Linked DNA regions of Sus scrofa: region 2 is linked to region 1. A link is a contact called in public promoter capture Hi-C data. All regions are on one chromosome and are shown on one strand. The core of a region is the stretch at or near the end of the contact, and the rest is flanking DNA. Distances in the headings are between cores, read along the strand shown. Region 1 holds the start of NEUROG2 (neurogenin-2). Region 2 holds the start of C8H4orf32.

Region 1 (2,700 bases), core at 24-2,523:
GTAAAACGAGGAGTCCCTTTTAGATCTAACACGTGAGCGCTTTTCTTCTCACACCCTCTGAAAGCCCGTCTACGGCACCCCCCAACTCGATCTCCCCTGGCAGGAAATGCCTCTATGAACCTGCCAACTGCCTCACTCTCCCATGTGAGTCTCTCTGGAACCTAAACACGCTTGCCCACCAAGCGCCCACAGCTCGCCACCCACACCCCATTCCTCCTTTAACTAAATGAATGCATTTTAAAATCGGTCACCACTTGATACAGCTCCTAAGAAGCTTTGCCAACACACGGCCGGCAGCACCAGAGGGCTAACTGCTTTCCCCGGGATCCTGACCCCCATTAACTAATTCCTCGGATCCCAACGTCCGGGAGCTAGGAGGCTGGGCAGCGCCGGGTGCGGTGCCTGTGCGCGCGCGGCGGGGGCGGGGGGTGGGGTGCAGCCTCGAGGATCCGGCGGGGGCTGTCGCCTTGGTCTCCCCAGCGGCCGCCAGCGCCCCGGCCCCTAATGAGCCGCTGAAAGGGAGCGGGCTCCGGTGCGCGTGGCTCGCAGGCCTCCCGGAGTCCGGGACGCCGTGATTGGCCAGCTGCGCCTCGCGACCTCCATTCATTAATAAATTAGCGGCACGCTCCAGCCGAGCGCGAGCCACCAATCACAATGGGCAGCGGCGGCGACAACAGCCGCAGCTTGAGCCGATGCTGCCGCCACCGCTTCAGCAGTCCGACCGCAGCCTCGAGCTCCAACAGGAGCTTTAGAACCATTTTATGCTGATTAGATAAAGGGGGGAAAAGAGAGGCGGGGGCGATGGGAGGGGGATGGATGGCAGGGCCTAGGGGAGGGGGGGAAGGGGGTGAAAAAAGAGAAAGAAATGAATGATGATAATGCAATGAAAAGAGTAAGCCGGAGAGGGAAAAGCGGGGGAGAAGGGGGGCCGGCACGGGAGTGGGGAGGAGGCGGCGGCGGCCGGGGGTGGGGGGAGATGGGGGCCCCGGGGGCAGATCTGATTGTTTTCTCGGTGGTATATAAGGGGTTTTAAGGAGAGTCGTGTGCCAGACACGCAGCCACTGAACCACAAGCAGCTTCGCTTTAACTGGAGTGCCTAAGAGTCGCGTGCCGGGAGCCGCACCGCCGGGGACTGACTGACAGACAGACACGCACCACCACCAAAACACACGAGACCCGGGCGGGTCACCGCGGCCGCCGAGGCTCTTGGCAACCTCGCGGGTAGGAGAGGTCCCCCGCGGAGCGGCGCCGCAGTAGCGCCAGGTCCGCAGGGTTCCAACCCGCAGAAGGCGCGGCGCTGTGCTCCGAGCTGAGCGGAGAATCGCAGCACAGTCTAAAGTAATAGCGACGCTGAGGCACATTTAGAGAGCCAAGTAAGTAAGTATCCGCGCTGGGCCTTCCAACTTGGAACGGTGTTTCCCGCACTCTGTCCCACCACACCCGAAAGCCTCTTGCTCCCGCTGAATCGGTTGCGGGAGCCGCATTCCCTTCCCGGGAGGGAACACAACCGCCACGGCGGCCCGCAGCGTTAGGAACCCACTTAGCCGGCGACAGGGTCGCAACGAGGGGCGCTCCTGAGCTTGGAGGGCGCTGGCGCGGTTTCCTCCCCAACTTACGTTACTCCTTGGCGCTGTTCGGAGCCGGTCTTCTCCGAAGCGCGCAAGAGGACGTCCCGGTGACACCAAGAACTTGCTTCTGCTTCTGTATTAACACTTCGTTCGGTTCTTTCTCCTTCACCGCTCTCTCCTCCAGGATGTTCGTCAAGTCCGAGACCTTGGAGTTGAAGGAGGAAGAGGACGTGTTGGTGTTGCTCCGCTCGGCCTCCCCCGCCTCAGCAGCTCTGACCCCGCTGTCTTCCAGCACCGACGAGGAGGAAGAGGAGGAGCTGCGCTCGTCGGGCGGGGCGAGTCGGCCGCGTGGAGCAGAGGCCGGGCCCGGGGCGCAGGGCCGCTCGCCGGGAGGAACAGAGGGCTGCCGACCCGCGCGGCTACTGGGTCTGGTGCACGAGTGCAAGCGGCGCCCCTCCAGGGCGCGGGCAGTTTCTCGGGGCGCCAAAACTGCCGAGACGGTGCAGCGCATCAAGAAGACCCGTAGATTGAAGGCCAACAACCGCGAGCGCAACCGCATGCACAACCTCAACGCGGCGCTGGATGCGCTGCGCGAGGTGCTCCCCACTTTCCCGGAGGACGCAAAGCTCACCAAGATTGAGACCCTGCGCTTCGCCCACAACTACATTTGGGCGCTCACAGAGACCCTCCGCTTGGCCGACCACTGCGGGGGCGGCGGCGGAGGCCTGCCGGGGGCGCTCTTCTCCGAGGCAGTCTTGCTGAGCCCGGGAGGCTCTAGCGCCGCGCTGAGTAGCAGCGGAGACAGCCCTTCGCCTGCCTCCACGTGGAGCTGCACCAACAGCCCCGCGCCGTCCTCCTCCGCATCCTCCAACTCCACCTCCCCCTACAGCTGCACTTTATCTCCTGCCAGTCCGGCGGGTTCAGACATGGACTATTGGCAGTCCCCACCTCCCGACAAGCACCGCTACGCATCTCACCTCCCCATAGTCAGGGACTGTATCTAGAGCTCTGCTACACACGCCAGGCTTTAGTGGGTACCCTTTCCTGCCCTCGATCAAGCCTTCCTCCCACCCCTTTCCTGCCCCGCGCTCCATGCCCTAGAAACCGTCTCACTACTCAGAGCAGGTGTAGC
Region 2 (2,700 bases), core at 119-2,618, 300 kb after region 1:
ACACAGTTATTTCTTTCCTAAATATAAGGCTGAGATACTAGAAGTTATACTTTATCTATTAGTACATTTACTGATGATATTGGAGTTTGAGAACGTGACCGAAAGGGATGGAGAAGGATAACAAGAGACCTCAACTGAGCTCAACAGTATAGGCTGTAATAAAGGCAGTAATAAAGGCAATCATTAGAATTCCTGCTCCTTAATGTGATTCTGAAGGTTAGCTTATCTCGGGTATTTTTGAAGGTCTAATTACTATAATATTTGCTGGTGAAAATTCATCCCACACACAGTTCAATCTCTCTCAAACTTCTTGCCTAATCTTGAAGGTAAATGATGTGTTATAAGCGCTGTACTTAAGTGAAAGCAAATTCAGAGAGTTTCAAAAATTACCTAACTTCTCTTTTCCCTTATTATGGCTAGCCTCATACTTTTTTCCCCCTTTGGTACCAACTGAAAGCAATTTTCTTGCTTTTTCAGTTTTAAAATGAAGTCTAGATCTCATCTGTGTTCATGTGAAAAGCCTGCTATCGGAGAGTCCCTGTCAAGACATCTATTGTAATACTGGCTCCCACACATGCCTTCAGATACTGATAGCGTGTCTGGAGAAATACACCCACACCTTTCAGAGGTGCTGGATGTGGGTTCAGAAACCCAAGATGGAGGGTGGGGGGAGCAGCTGTCCCCTGGAACACTCCTAGGGGTGCGGACTTGGAGTGTTTACAAGGAAGGCTTTTAGGTAAATGACGGTTAAGAAGGGCCGTCCACAGAGCTCTGAGCGCCGGCTTGAGAACCCTCTTCCCCTTGGGTGGGTAAGGGTGGCGCTGATCCCCCGGCGCACGCGACTCCGGGCCCGCACTTCTCAGCGCACAGGCGCGACCCCGCGGCTCGGCCCCGAGCGCAGCGCGCCGTCCAACCGCTCCTCGCGGCGGCTTCCCCGAACGCCGCGGCGAGCAGCAGCGCCCCACGCGGAACAGAGCTTGGCGCCGCCAACCCGCCGGGTCACTTCCCTCCGCCGCCGGGTGGGGCTCGGGAAACCGGCCGTACCGCACCGTCCCTCCTCGCTCACCTGCTCCAGCTCCTCCTTTGGCCGCCGCCCGCGCCGCCGCGGGGTCGCCCCGGGCTCCGGCTCCGACTCCGTCCCCGCCGCCGCCCGCTCAGCCAGCGCGTCCCCGTTCTCGTCATGCTCCCCGCCGCCGCCGCCGCCGCCGCCGCCGCCACCACCACGCAGCTCTCCGGCCGAGCACATCCCGCAGCCAACTCCCGCTGCCCGGGACGGCTGCCCGAGGGGCCAAGCCGCGAAGCGGGAGGCAGCGACCGCCGCCCGTGGGCCGCCCTGGACCGGCCGCACTCGCCGCTGTCAGGCGTCTCCAGAGCGCGCTCGGCTGGCCAGGTCGCCAGAAGTACCAGCCCGGCCCCGGCCCGGCCCCTCCTGTCACCGGCTGGCCCCGCCCTCGGCTGCTGGGGCGGAGCCCACGCGGGGGAGGGGCCGGGGCGGGGCGGGGCGGGGCCAACGAGAGAGAGAGAGAGAGAGAGAGAGAGAGAGAGAGAGAGAGAGAGAGATTGTGTGTGTGTGTGAGAGCTTTAGCACAGGGAATGTGTATTTTCGCGCGCACGTTTGTGAGAGAGACTGAGAGAAACTATGCGAGGGAGGTTGTGTATGACTCTGTACGACTGTGAGAGATTGTGTATAAGATATTGTAGGTGCATAGGAGAGACTGTGTGTGTAAGACAGTGATAAAAACTGGAAGAAAGACCTGGTATATGTAAGAGAGTGTGTTTGTGAGGGAGGGAGGAGAGCGTGTGTAGGTGTGAGAGAGGGGAACACACACAGACACAGAGTTCCACACTTCAGCGGGGCCCTCTGTGCTTGCCTGGCGCAGGCGGTGTGCCCGGCTGTGCTGCTGGCTGCCTGTCCCGAGTGCTGTCCATCCTTTGCAAGTAATCCACATTCTCTGTTTTGTTCCCTTTACCTCCTGTGTCTCTCTGAAGGTCTCTCTCTGTTGAGTGCCTCCCTGCTGTGTGTTGGCTGTTGGAGCCTTGGGAGCATTTGGTGGTGTATCTGCATTTGTGTGTATTTCTTTAAATGGGTAAGAATATGTCACTCTCAGTGTGTGGTAAGGAAGACACATCTAATTAGTAATTATTTTCTTACTATTGTGATTTATCATATGAAATATATATTTTGCCTTTGTCTCCATTCCTGGCACAGAGCTCCTAAAACCTTGGAGTTTGGTGAGAGGGATAAAGATATCTTTTTTTTATCTTAATGAAGTGACTTTTGGATAACCTCTAGGTAACAAAGATGGGGTCTGGTTGCCAGAAGACCAGCCTTGTGATTAGAGGATTGGAACTTCAGTCTCACACCCTGATCTCCAGGGAGGGGAGTGGGGCTGAAGGTTGAATCCATCACCAGCGGTCAACAGTTTAGTCAATCATGCCTGTGTAATGAAGCCTCCATAGAAACCCAAAGGACAGGGATTTAGAGAGCTCCCAGGTTGGTGAACACATGGAGATGGGGGAGGGGGAGTGGCAGCTTAGCGAGGGCATGGAGGCTCTGCACCCCTTCCCACATACCTTGCCCTATGTACCTCTTCATCTGGCTGTTCACCTATATCCTTTGTAATATCCTTTATGATAAGCTGGTAAAAGTAAGCAAATGTTTCTATGAGTTCAGTGAGCAGCTCTAGCAAGTTGATAGAA

What was found. Promoter capture Hi-C pulls out the DNA fragments that hold promoters and counts their contacts.
Region 2: a contact with region 1 is called in a promoter capture Hi-C map of fetal liver, with 2.4 times the contacts expected there. The contact joins the promoter of C8H4orf32 here to the promoter of NEUROG2 in region 1. A contact is called at or near these places in 1 of 5 promoter capture datasets (fetal liver), 1 of 47 Hi-C or Micro-C datasets (epiblast stem cells) and 1 of 2 datasets of contacts at active chromatin or transcription factors (alveolar macrophages).

The regions. Positions count from the first base shown.
Region 1 is chr8:110,199,408-110,202,107 of Sscrofa11.1, forward strand. NEUROG2 (neurogenin-2) reads left to right here and starts at 1,274. Exons shown (of 2, transcript XM_021101670.1): 1 at 1,274-1,377; 2 at 1,753-2,700. The coding sequence starts at 1,754. The coding sequence ends at 2,572.
Region 2 is chr8:110,503,460-110,506,159 of Sscrofa11.1, forward strand. C8H4orf32 reads right to left here and starts at 1,369. Exons shown (of 2, transcript XM_013978951.2): 1 at 1,067-1,369. The coding sequence starts at 1,246. The region is part of intron 1 of LOC102158976 (a long non-coding RNA gene); the gene reads left to right.